3 separate regions of the Gossypium hirsutum genome follow, and all the other regions are linked to region 2. Evidence: chromatin contacts called from public Hi-C data. All regions are on one chromosome and are shown on one strand. Each heading gives the region's core, a stretch centred on a gene start, on an enhancer-like site or on the middle of the called end of the contact. The rest is flanking DNA. Distances are from core to core; before and after follow the strand shown. Region 1 holds the start of LOC107950125 (probable F-box protein At2g36090). Region 2 holds the start of LOC107950133 (luminal-binding protein 5). Region 3 holds the start of LOC121215467 (B3 domain-containing protein Os03g0120900).

Evidence for each region. A called contact is a pair of places that touch in the nucleus more often than the background predicts.
Region 1: a Hi-C map of leaf shows a contact between it and region 2, with 4 times the contacts expected there. The contact joins the promoter of LOC107950125 here to the promoter of LOC107950133 in region 2. A contact is called at or near these places in 4 of 34 Hi-C or Micro-C datasets (anther, hypocotyl and leaf).
Region 3: a Hi-C map of leaf shows a contact between it and region 2, with 1.8 times the contacts expected there. The contact joins the promoter of LOC121215467 here to the promoter of LOC107950133 in region 2. A contact is called at or near these places in 3 of 34 Hi-C or Micro-C datasets (leaf and petal).

What each region holds. Positions count from the first base shown.
Region 1 is chrD03:35,953,645-35,958,126 of Gossypium_hirsutum_v2.1, forward strand. It overlaps LOC107950125 (probable F-box protein At2g36090), which reads left to right and starts at 2,388. Exons shown (of 1, transcript XM_016884899.2): 1 at 2,388-3,880. The coding sequence starts at 2,636. The coding sequence ends at 3,703.
Region 2 is chrD03:35,769,913-35,774,480 of Gossypium_hirsutum_v2.1, forward strand. LOC107950133 (luminal-binding protein 5) reads right to left here and starts at 2,758. Exons shown (of 8, transcript NM_001327564.2): 1 at 2,576-2,758; 2 at 1,779-2,046; 3 at 1,471-1,685; 4 at 1,127-1,369; 5 at 564-1,043; 6 at 303-457; 7 at 102-184; 8 at 1-14. The coding sequence starts at 2,633.
Region 3 is chrD03:36,023,703-36,028,552 of Gossypium_hirsutum_v2.1, forward strand. LOC121215467 (B3 domain-containing protein Os03g0120900) reads left to right here and starts at 1,403. Exons shown (of 1, transcript XM_041090020.1): 1 at 1,403-3,751. The coding sequence starts at 2,029. The coding sequence ends at 3,225.

The sequences.
Region 1 (4,482 bases), core at 1,138-3,637, 180 kb after region 2:
TTCTTTCCACATGTGTCCCAATAGAGAATGGTTCTCCACATACAGTTCAGTTGAAGGTGGAGTTGTGCACATGGGAAACGATTCATCTAGTAAAATAATCGGTATTGGTACTGTTAAAATTAGGATACACGATGGGACGATTAGGACACTCTCAGATGTCAGGTATGTACCTGATTTACGAAAGAATCTCATCTCCTTGAGTATTTTAGACTTGAAAGGATGCAGAATCAACATCGAGTCGAGCGACATTAAAGTATCTCGTGGAGCTCTCGTTTTGTTAAAAGGTAAAAGAACTGGCAGTCTTTATATTCTGGAAGGGTCTACAGTGACCGGTGAAATCGGACGTCCCTCGTCCGTTACGGAGTCAAAGTCAACTCATTTGAAGCGGAGGCAACTTGGTCATAGGAGGGAAAAAGGTATGACCGTTTCGTTGAAGAGAGGTTCTCTTTTGGATGCAGGTTTTGAAAAGTTAGGGCACTGTATTCGTGAAAATCAGACCCGGGTTAGTTTTGATTTGGCAGTGCACAAGTCGAAGGCTAGAAGTCCTCCAGCTTCTAAGCATAGATTCGACTCAGTTAATTCCCTGCATAGTTCAAGATAGGCCCGTGGCGGGGTTTTGGCAAAGATGGCATTGAAAGAATTCGTGTCAAGGTGGAGATTGTTAGAATTGTGTGACCCAAATTCTAAAAGATTGCTTGCAAGTCAAGTTAAACAAAAATATATTTTCTTTCTAGAAGATTTAGTATTTATTAGTATAATATATTTAGCATTTATTAGTATAGTTTATTTGACTTACTAATTTAGCCTATAAATAGGCTCCTTTACAATCTTAGAATTAAGAGACACCCATTAGATTAGAACTCATAACACATTCAGAGAATTTTGTGTTTAAGTTTGAGGGTTCTTTGTTTTTCGGGTTTTCGGGGTTTAGTTTTTATCTCCATCTTTTGTACTCTTCATTCTTTTGCCATTATAGTAAAATTATCTTTGCCCATGGTTTTTTATCCTCTTTTGAGGGGTTTTTCCACGTTAAATTTGTGTGTTCATCTTCTCAATTTCTTCTACTATTTTTACTTGTTCGTTGCTTATTCGGGACGATCCTAACAGCAACCTTTGTCTCCTACACTTAATGTAAATTGTCTCAACACTCGACCTCTCCTATTGAAGTTGGTAAAATCACTCTCAATCGATGGATAGTTTTCTTTATATTTACACCAGTGAAATGGATTCCCAAGATGAACTATGTAGTGTTTTATTATTTCCTCCACAATGGAGGATGAAGCTTCCATTAAAATACTTCAAGCGCTATCATAGTGATAAGATATCCTTGAAATGAGAATAAGATAGCTTTAAAACCATATCATATTGCTTGATATCAATTTGTCAATCTTGTCCATTAATATCCTCTTAATAAAGGATAGTAAAAATTCCATAAATCTTGAACTTAGAATAAAAATCAATCTTAGTATAAACAAATCAAGATTACCAACAAACAATTTTGCACCAACATATTATAGTAGGGAATTCCTTCAAATTCTTGACCATTTTTAATAAAGGAGGAGAACTGTGTCTAACAGAATATTAGGGTCCATGTCCAACCTACTTGAAACTAATGCATTGCCTCTTGACGGCAAATTCAAAGAACTTTTGCCTTGGATTTCACGTATTTTGGTTTCCTTAATGTTTATGGGCAACTATTGTACCTAAATATATAGAAGCCTTTAGCTTTGAATCAATTAAACTGGTTAATTGCAGTTTTGCTTCTATTTAATGAAATTCGTCCACAATAAAGAGCTTCCATTTCTTTCACAATAGTGCCAAAATGTTGGGCAGCTTTCCTTTTTCGTCCGTAACAACCATTCCCCATGAACTAGCATATACATGAAGTTCTATGCAACCAACATTTTGATCCCATTCTCTCAACCCTAATAATATAAATTATTAAGACTATTTAATTATTTGATGATATCTTAAGAATGAATCAATCAAATTAAGTTAAAAGTTGATTTGTTTTTGTTAACTAGCATATAAATTTTTATATAATTAGTGAATGTTATGACACTTGTTAAAAATTTAATTACCTGTTAAAGAAAATTATTAATTATAAATTTATATACTAAAGGTGCATCCAATACTAATAAAAATTTAAGATGGATTTTTTTTTTTTGGAACTGAATTGATTGATGGGTGATTAGGGAATAATATGAATAATAGCAAAGATGAACCTCTCAATTATCTTTCATTTAATATGATAATGACTTTTCAACTTCACAAAGCCATCACTTAATTACGGGCTTAGGCAGTCTAGTATAGAGGTTACAACTTAATAGCTTGGACGAACCTAATGGTGTTTTCCATTTAAAGAATTTGGCTGTTTGAAGTTGGCAAAGTTTCAAAGTTGGCAAGCCAACCCTGCAGTTGGAGGTTCACTATCTTTGGCCTAATTGTGGATTGTCCCACGGATTTATGGAAGAAATTTAAACCCTGTAAAACGCGCCTACTGACTTGAATCACGTTGGTCAATGGTGTGTTTCATGGTCATACATCAATTTCTATGGACGGATAGATGGGTCAAATCACTGTTATATAAACAAGTGGGAGCGTATCCATAGTAGGCAAAAAATAAAAATAAAAAATGGAGCATTTGCAATGTGATTTGAAGTGCTTAAGCAGGGATATCCTAGCTGATATCATGGCTCGACTAGATGGTTCAACCCTGGCCTCAGCTGCCTGCACATGTTCTGACCTTCGAGGCATAGCTCGAAACCAAAGGTTATGGAAGCAATTGTGTAATTCCACATGGCCTTCCACTGCACTCGACGAAGCCCAACACCTTATTTCATCATCAACGGATGGTTTTCGCAGATTCTATGCTGATTCTTATCCTCTTATTTCGAATGATCACAAAGATGCCAACAATTACTTTCCTATACAACCAACCCTTATTTCTCCGTCTAATTTTGCTTTGTTTATAGATGTTTATTATAGAGAAAAATGTATTACTTCCAGTGTCTTAGATGGCATACCTATGGAAACCGATTTCGGCCAAGATGATGACACAACAACTGGTCTTATGAGTTGGGTATTGAACTGTCCATTCAAAGTGGTACCTTCAGATATTAATGATGAAGATATTGAAGATGGTGACGATGGACATGACTTCGTATCACTTGTGGGAAAAGCAGATGATCGTTGCAATGAACTAAAAGAAGGGATTCGATTAAGTTGGGTGTTATTAGACAAGAAGAGAGGAAAAGCTGGAAATCTATCAAGCTGGAAGCCATTGTCGGTGAAGAAAATATGGGCTTCTAATGGTGACTATATTCTACATTTTGGGTGCATTATCCCAGTCCAAGAGAGCCTACAACTGCCTCACAACTTGGCCAAGTGTCTTATAGTGGCAAGATGCAACATAGAGGAAAAACGAGGGTATTTGAGATGGAAAGAGGTAAGTATGCACATTGAGGACACTAGTGGAGCATATGTAAATGGTGGCAAGAGTTTAATCATCTTGAACCAAGCTCTATATTGCTCACGAAGTAATAATCGTCATGCTGTTGAAAAGGGTTACATACAATTTGAGGGACGAAAGCAAGAGATTATAAGGAAAAAGAAGCTCGAAGAAACCTTGGCTGATTGGCTTTGTATATCTTTTGAAGTAGTAATCCTCTTAATTTTAGGGTACCGAATTTTACCCATTTAAAGTCAATTATTATGGTCCAATGACAACTTAAGTAACCATTGCAAAGCACTGTGTTTCTATGACAAATAATTATTCATGTTAAACTGTGTTTTAACTTCTTTCATCAATTACAGACTGTTATGATGTTGCAATCCACAACCTTTGACAAATCAAAATGGAAATTTGAGAGTTTCCCAAGTTAAATGATGTTGATGGGTTTGATCCAGCCTAAGGATTTGGGCACATACATAGGATTGAATTGGGTACGGCATACTTATTGGAGAAGAGGGTATCCATTTTAAGTTGGGTTTAATGGGAGGCTCATTCTTCGTAATGGGCTGATAAATTTAATTTCAGGCTCAATGGGTTTTAAATAGTGAGCTTTATTTTTAGTTTTAAGAATATATCTATATTATATTTATACATCTATACTATACTAATAGTAACCTAAAAATGTTAGATGTGGCGTTTTTAAAAAAATAAATATGTTAGACATGGAAGTTATTTTCAAAAATTAAAAAATTCAATATCCTAAAAACTATATAAATTTCAAAAAATATAAAAGAATTAATATTAAATGTATTAAAAGTTTAAGAAATCTATAAAAATAAAAAGTATATATGAAAAATTGTTAAAAAGTGTAAATTATAAAATATTATAAAAAATTTCAAAAAGAAATTAATATTTGTAAAAAAATTATTAAAAATTTGAAACCATTCATTTTCAATTCACACCCAAACTAGAAACCGAGTTGTACTGATTAAATCCCATTGGTTTAACTTTGTGATTTCATTATGATT
Region 2 (4,568 bases), core at 1,508-4,007:
TTTGAGGGGTTCCTCTGTAAATTGAGGGATCAAACCATAAATGAATAATTCAGGTGAAGAAATGCAGAAAATACAAATGAGAATTGGTAGGGAGAGCAAACCTTGGGGCTGGAGGAATTCCAGTAAGATCGAATTTTCCCAACAACCTACAATCTTTTGTGAGACTCCTTTCACCTTCAAAGACCTGACATCAAACCACAGCAATTCAAATAAGGTTCAAAGTATTACAGTTATTAGCATTAAAAGGAAAGGAAAATCCAATTCTTGAGTTTTTACATGTAGGCAAGCATATCCAAGTGTACCTGAATCGAGACGGTAGTCTGCTGGTCCTGATAAGTGGTGAAAACTTGTGACTTCTTGGTTGGGATAACAGTGTTTCTAGGAATCAACTTGGTCATTACTCCACCAACAGTCTCAATGCCAAGGGTAAGTGGAGCCACGTCAAGGAGAAGAATATCTGTGCAGAAAGCATCAAACACAAATATCAGCCAAGTCGATTCAGTTATAGAAAGGTTTCATCCCCTATAGAGTCATGTCTCGTCATTATAGACAAAACTACTTACCTTTCGTTTCATCACCACCCTCTCCACTCAGGATGCCTCCTTGTACTGCAGCACCATAAGCAACAGCTTCATCTGGGTTAACACCCTTGTTGGGCTCCTTTCCATCAAAGTAGTCCTTGAGGAGTTGTTGAACCTTTGGAATTCTAGTGCTTCCACCAACAAGAACGATCTCATCAATTTGGCTCTTCTGCAAACCAGCATCTTCCATCGCCTTCTTCACAGGTCCCATGGTCTTTCTGAACAGGTCATTGTTCAACTCCTCAAAGCGAGCTCTGGTCAGTGGCTCGGAGAAATCAACACCGTCAAAAAGTGATTCAATCTCCACACGGACCTGGTGCTGGCTGCTGAGAGCTCTCTTGGCACGCTCAGCTTCCCTCCTAAGCTTCCCAAGAGCTCTGTTGTCCTTGCTGATATCCTTTCCATGCTTTTTCTTGATCAATTTAATGAAGTATTCCATAATCCTCTGGTCAAAATCCTCACCTGCATATAAAATATGACCATAAGCAAAATACATTGTAAAAACAATTTTTGAAAGCATTAAATCAAACAATGAATATCCGTACCTCCCAAGTGAGTGTCTCCATTTGTTGAAAGAACCTCGAAAACACCATTGTCAATTGTCAAGATACTGACATCGAACGTCCCACCACCAAGGTCAAAGACAAGAATATTTTTCTCACCGCCCTTCTTGTCCAAACCATAGGCAATGGCAGCTGCAGTTGGTTCATTGATAATTCTAGCAACATTGAGCCCGGCAATAATGCCAGCATCCTTTGTGGCCTGCCTCTGGGCATCATTGAAGTAAGCTGCAAATAAAACATAAATATATTGAGCATAAAGGAGTAATCAAGGATCAGGCGAACAACTTTTCCCCAACAGAGAGCATTGCTTCTTATTATGCACTCACCTGGAACAGTAACCACCGCATCCTTGATTTTCTTCCCAAGGAAAGCTTCAGCTGTTTCCTTCATCTTAGTCAGAACCATAGCACTGATCTCCTCAGGACTGAAGACCTTGGTCTCTCCATCCTTAATCTTTACTTGAATATAAGGTTTGCCATCCTTGTTCACAATCTTATACGGAACAAGTTTCATGTCCCTCTGGACCTCCTTATCTTCGAACCTGCAAATAACAAAATTGCCCTGAGAAGCATATTACATATACCAATAAACCATAAAAAAACAAAAGAAGAAACATGAGAAGAATGTCAATTACTTTCTTCCAATAAGTCTCTTGACGTCAAAGATGGTTCTTTCAGCGTTAACAGCTGCCTGATTCTTTGCAGCCTCACCGATGAGCCTCTCGCTGTCAGTGAAAGCCACCCACGATGGAGTAATACGGTTACCTTGGTCATTGGCTATAATTTCAACATGACCGTTTTTGTACACACCAACACAAGAATAAGTTGTACCAAGATCAATTCCGATGACTGTTCCCAATTTCGCGGCTTCCTCCTTGGCAATTGAGATTGCAAAGAAGCATCCTGTTTGCAGAGTTTACAGGATGTTAAAACCATTATAGTTATAGAGGCCCTACTGAAAGGGCCACGTGAACCACAGATCAAGAATCCAAACGAACTTTCTAGAACATTCTCGTGCAAAATTTTAATAATCTAATAAAGATATTGCACCATAAATGAATATATAAAATAAAGTGAAAAGGAGAAAAATTACACGGTTTAATTCAAATTTAAATAATTAGATCATAGTTCTAGCCCGGCAAAGTATTTAGAGAGTCGTTATCCTCTAAATCCAGAGAGTTCTAGTTCTCAATTCAACGGAGAGTAATGAAATGATATGAGATCGCTGAAACGCTCGTTCGACGATCTAATGCATCTCGAAAACTCATAAAAACATAAATCAGATCTAAAAATGCATCAATTCATGGGAAGAACATCACCAAACAGAACTAGATCTACTACATTTTCACTCAAACAGAGCAAGAATCAGAGATCACGAAATCAAGCGAAAGCAAACAGATCTAGCAAAAAACAGGAACAGCATAGCACTCACCGGACAAGACTATAGCTAGAGCCACCAAAGAGCCGCTTGCTCTCCACGAGCGAGCCATCGCACGTACTCAAACTTTCCTCTCACTACGTAGAAGTTTCGAGGTTTCTCTATGAAAATCGAAACGCTGTACCGTTAATACCAGGACGAGTGATTTTCAAATGACACTTTAGCTTTGTTTTTTCTTTTGATCTGTGAGAGGAAGTCGCGGTTCGAGGTTTTTATACGTGGAGTGCCCGCATCAAACGCGAACTTATTTCAGATGGGTGTATGTCATCTCTGGTGACGTGGACCAATAAGGATTCAAGAAGGGAATTGTTGAGCCAATGAAATTAGATCTTGTGTTGGGGAGATCCTGGCCGTTTATTTTCTCTGACGTTTGCGTGTCCGCTTTTCCGTTTTTCTAAATTATTAAAAGTAGGATATTCAAAACGCGCAAACACTAAGTCGTTTTTGGCCGGCTCAAAACCTGAAATGCTAAAATTAATACTCATTACGGTTTTAATCACTACGAAAACATTGTACAAATATATTATCATCTTTTTTCCCATATGGGGAAGATTACTTTTAATTTTTATAAAAAAAATTATAATTTGGAAATTAAAATGAAGAAATTTTAAATATTAATATTTCATTTTTTTATATTTATTAATTTCCATCATTTAAAAATATTGTATAAAGCTATCTAGATTGTAAGAAGATGCAAGAAAGTTCTTCTGAGAGTTGCTAATTTTAAGAGATTAATGTGTATTAGATTAGAGAAATGGAGTTTGAGTTGAACCTCCATCGTTGAATGCTTACAGGAAATTTGACTGTTTAAGTTTAAACAGATTCATGAATAAAGTTAGTTCACGGAAAAAGCATGTTAAAAGTGTGATTGATGATAGTAAATCAAGCTTTGATTATTTGATAAATTATTTATTATTGAGGACCTTATTGAAAAGTGTGAAAATTTTAGGGATTTGTTAGCAAATAATAAAAAAAAGAGGTTCTTATACTATATTTATAAAGTTCGATCGGGTAGGTTGTAAGAAATTAGCATTTCGAATATTCGTGTGTATAGAGATTAAATTGAATAGAATGCATTCATGTATATAATGTATTTATTTGTGCTTGAATTATGTAATCAATGAATTTTTCATATTCGAATTTAATTCTGTAGTTAAAGACGATGTAGGACCATCTCGAACCAAAGAGAAACCCAAAGCTGCCGACGAATATATATTTTGGTTTGTGCTCTCATAACTGGAGTTCATAAAATAATTAAATATATATATTTAAACCAATATATGTTTGGAAGTGGTTTACTATCAATAAGAATGTGTTTAACACATATGTATATACTTGATTGGGTGATTTGTGATCAGTTGGTTGAATGAATATACATATATATATGCTTGAAGATGTTATACTATTAATAATGACGACATTTGCCTTATTAACATTGTCGGATAAAGTCACTGGTATAGTTGGCATGTCATAGGATCCATATTGACAGGTGGGAGATTCAGCGCTATGTGTCACGAGGCTAGAACTTAAGTTTGGCAAACTATGCGACTGTAAGCATTTTTTTTTTTTTTGCTTCAGATCCACCTAAGTCAGCCTTACTCTCGAAAGATGAGAACTCTTATGAAAATTCTCTAAGGCACCAAAATATAATGGAAGCAACTCAAAGATAAAAGCAACAAAAGAACTGAAAAGCCACAAGAAAGAAATGCACATAAGGCGTTTGATTATCTCGGAACTATCTCAATGCCTCGGCCAATTCCTAACTAGCCTCTCTATTGGTTAGTTTATCCCCTTAGAACATTTGTCTCGGTTTATGTCTCTGTTGTCCTTTAACTCTAATTGTATTTCTCTCTTGTACATCTCGATCATAAAAGGCCACCACTATTACTTGCCCCTATTATGACTTGCCTCGACCAAGATGTTGGATCTGCTACCCTAAGTATAGTATTTTCGTCTATTTACACTTATAATTTTTTGAACAAATTGG
Region 3 (4,850 bases), core at 153-2,652, 250 kb after region 2:
TCTCATAGTGCCACATCATCAAACTTTTATAGTTTTCAAGTTTGGGACTAAAATGGACTCAGTTGTCAAATTTAAGTGCCATGTGAAACTTTGAAATTGTATCACATCATCACCTAAAAATTCATATATATTTTTAAATTTTCAAGTGATGATGTTGCACAATCTCATAATGCCACATCATCAAACTTTTATAGGTTTCAAGTTTGGGACTAAAATGGACTCAGTTGTCAAGTTGGTACCTAACTTAGTTTTAATAGAAGTTGTATTCATACATAAATAATTAAATTCCTTAATTTTAATAACCTAATCAAAATTAAAGGTCATACATGCTAAATAATCCCTAAAAAATTTCAGTTTCGTGCCACAGTTTAAATAAAACATTACAGTTTCTGAATAATGGAAAATTTCAAATAATAAATCTAATATATTTTAATAGAAAAACCAATTTGAGTCCCTCCGAATGTCGTGTTCGTGTCCTAACTTGGTGGGTTATCTGTAAAAATAGAGAAAAAATGGAGTGAGCTATGAAGCTCGGTGTGAGTTCAATCACAAGAATATCAGTGTAAACAGTCGATAACCAAACAGTTACACGTGATGTATCACGTGCACCTTGTTATAACGTATACAAATTAATTTACTCATGTTTTAGTAAAGTGAACAAAATACAACCTATCTCTTAATACAAAATGCAGCGCTTGAACTTTTACTCAAAATTTTGGACACTTAAAATGTGATTGAAGTTAAATTAGTGTGTTTACTTTTGAGGTTTTGGTGATAAGGAATTGATTGGTTGTAAGATTTAGATAGGGTTTGAAGAACAGACAAAAAAAAAGCCAATTATAAAAGGCGTGGCTAAATTGAATGGGTCCATTTGAGACTGCATGCGCTGCCTGCACCAATTCCGTGGGAAATAAGAAATCCTTTCTTTTTCTTTTTTATTTTAATTTATTTTTCCTTTTATTTTTGTTTAATTCCATATACCTTTGAGGGACTAAATATTGACTGAAGATGATAAATATCGTTTTCCATCTGGGTGGCCACCATAGCATAGTGGCCTGTACGGACCTCATTCAAAGAGCTTTTTTTTTTTTTCAAGTCAAAACCCTAACCCCCCCCCCCCAGTTCCAGTTACATAGTAATAGTTACATCACCATTTCAATTATGAAAATATTTATATGAATTTGATAAAAAAATGTGTAAGAATAAAGATAGAAAAGAGTAATATACACAACAGCTGGCTTTATATAATATATAGTTTTAATCCTACAAATAAAATTACTAAAATAATATGCATAGCACCCGGGATTATGACAGTGACAAGCTCACATGAGCCCCAACCAGTAATACATGGGGTCCCTACGTATAAACTTATTACTTAAACATGTTCTCTCCCTTTCAATCTCTCTAACAAGGAAAACCCAGAGTAAAAAAAAAAAAAAAAAAGAAGGCTTAATTAAGCCTCAATAACATAAATTAGAAAGGTAGCTGGAGAGGTTCGAGGGAGGTTCATCAGCTTCTTCCCCCTGGATATATATAAAAAATAAAGTTAAAGCCTCTTTTTCTCTTTTTCTTTTTCTTGCGATAGTTTATCTCTTGTTTCAAGGTCAACAACTAGATGAAGTTGGAAGAAGGATGTGTGTGATATTTTTGTGCTCCAAGTCTTGTTTTCGTGTTTGGCTGTTGGATCATCTCGTTGGTCAAAGAAGGAATCACTGACTTTCTTCTCATTGTAGGGAGAGAGAGAGGAAATTGTTTTAGCTTAAGCTAAAAGACTTGTTTCTCTCCTGAATAGTCGTTCAACCCTAGGAAAATTAAAGTTCTACTAGTAAATTATAACAAGTAGCAACATGGCATAGTTCCCGGTGTTCTTCCTTTTGTCTGTCTGTTTGTTTTTTTCTAATCTCAACTAGTTCGATTAGTCCCCACTTTTTTTTCTTTTTTTTTTACTTTGTTTTTAGGTTTTGTTTGGTTGATACTTGATTCTTCATCTTCCTCATCTTTATTGTGTCTAGATCTCGAAGGAAAGTCATGGATTTTGGGTTTAATGAGGAAGGTAATAAGTTTCCTTTTTCATACTCTTCATCATCTTCTTCTCCTTCATCTTCTTCTTCTCAGCATAAAACCCAGATGGCTCCTCCTCTTAGCAACACTCGATGGGAGGCACAGGCTCATCAGATTCACGACGGTCACCACCGTCAAATGAGTCCCAACTGGTTGAACAACAGGTACGAACCTGAAGAAGATAACGAAGCAGCAACTGCAACTGCAAGTACTGAAGCTGATTCAACCCTTAGTGCAAGTGCTGCCAACATCGAGAAAGAACACTTGTTCGACAAAGTAGTTACCCCAAGCGATGTAGGGAAACTGAACAGACTTGTTATCCCAAAACAACACGCCGAGAAGCATTTCCCCTTGGATTCTTCCACCAATGAGAAAGGCCTTTTGTTGAATTTCGAGGACAGGAATGGGAAGCCGTGGAGGTTCAGGTACTCTTATTGGAACAGCAGCCAAAGCTATGTTATGACCAAAGGTTGGAGCCGTTTCGTCAAGGATAAGAAACTTGATGCCGGCGATATAGTTTCTTTCCAGAGAGGGGTCGGCGAGTTGGGGAAACACCGTCTTTTTATCGATTGGAGGAGGAGACCTGATGGACCAGACCCAGTTTCTTTCCATCCCCATACGCACCACTTGTCTTTGCACCGTTCAAATACCCCATGGAGCCCGTTACTAATGCGGCCACCACCAACAGCAAGAGATCGCTTTCAATTGTCACAGATAAACCCTCTGAATCGGAACAGCTACTACGGTGGTTTTCCAACTGGAAACAATGTGGTGAATCCAGGAGGTACAATGGGATCGGTATTGTTTTTTAGATCAGCAGCAGCCCCAACGATGGAGTGGCAGCAGCAGCCAGGTGGAGTGGTAGAGCCAATCGTGTTTGATTCGGTGCCGGTGGTCCAAGGCACGGGTGCAGCAGCAGCCAAGAGGTTAAGGCTTTTCGGGGTTAACATGGAATGCCCCATACCGGAGTCGCATAACCCTGATATGTTATCTACAACTACAATACCAAATACTACAATGGCATCGCAAAATCCACAACTTTCTTCATCATCCCAACATCCTCTTCAATTAAGGCTCTACAATGGCACCCCAGTACTACCCCCTATTGACTTTCTTAGTGCCAACAAAGGGAAGGCTTCCTTGTCATTGGATTTTGATATATAACACCAGGAAAAGTTTATCAATTCCCCACCGTAAAACACCCTACATTCTGCAAAGGCTACCTGCTAATCCACTTTTTTCTTCAATTTATCAGTTCTTAATTCTTATGAGGGAGAAGACCCGGCTGTGGAAACATGCAAATGCTGATATATGATCATAGCCTTTCCTATACTAAAAAAATAAATAAAAAAGGGAGGAAGGGAACCAAAATCCCAGATTTCAAGGTGGTTGGTTTACAGCTTAATTAGTACACAACTGAAGTCAAGGTTTGGGTGTCTGTGAAGATTTTAGTTAGAAATGAGATGATTTGAACTTGTCTATAAAAAAACACAAGTATTATACATAGATAGTTAAATTAGACATAGATCAATGAAGCCCCGGATTTCATGTTTGGTCTCTCTGTAGGGCTTTGGTCTCTCAATGTATCCCCCCCCCCCCATTGTGGTTCCACTGAAAATTATCTTTATTTCCCATAGCTTCGTAACCAGTGACATTTATTATGCTTGTAAAAATTCTTTAATTTTCTTTCTCTCTCTCTCTCTCTCTCTCACACTCCACTGTGGTTTAGTTAATAACTACCTTTTTGCTGGCTCCTCAGTAAATGAGCAGAGAGTGTGTTAGCCATCTGATGTAAATCCAAATTGCTCTCTTTCTTGGGTTTTTTTTACCTTGCTAGGTTGTTCAGTTTCTCTTGTCGCTGCTTCATTGGACACAGCATGCAGCTGGTGCAGTCAAATTTGCAGGGCTTTTTATAAGGTATAGGATTTTTCTCACTTCATATATATATATCAAACCCCTTATGCATTGAATGAACTCATCCTCCTGTTCTTATTAGCGTGCACTGCATGTTTACTTTTTTCTTTTAGAAGAATTTGTCTGCAGTAATTTCCACCTTTTGCTTTCATTGCATAGTTTGCATAGTGGTCAAGTAGTCAAGAGATATCAAACATGGTGGAGCTTTTACCATGTGCTTATGTTCTGATACTTATCATCATTGTTTTTTCATCAATACTTAGATTGTCTCAGCTTAAGTAGAAGAGCAGGATCACCTTTTATCTTTCTTTTTTTTTGGTTTAAAAAAAGTCCCCCCCCCCCCCCAAAAAAAAAAAAGTAATGGCCACCGAACATTACCACAATCTCATTTTATATGATTGTAAAAGAAATATATCAGATTAGACTGCAACTTGTCACATTAGTCGTAATAATTGATTGAAACTATTAATGACGTCTTCACCACAGTTTCCCTAGTTTGTTACCTATCTTAGACCCAACCCAAGGCCAATATTAGTGACAAAAAAAAATACCCTTTTTCAGGAGACAGAAGAAACTTCATCTTTTATATATTGCAAAGTTCATCATCAGTTCAATTTCCTTCATATATATTGAATGGTAGCTGAACCTGTCTAGGGTTAGGCTGATTTTAGTTCTTTGGAGTATGCATGCTGTTCCCACCTTCTCAACATCAGGACCCTAGATTAAACATATCAACTTTTGCCCCCATCATATATTTTGTTTAACCCTGAGGACTGACTTTGATCAGTTTCATTTGCTTCATGTTTTCTTGTCGTATGCTATACTATGATGGTTAATTAGCCTAGCACATGCATTTGGATGTTTATGAATAAACT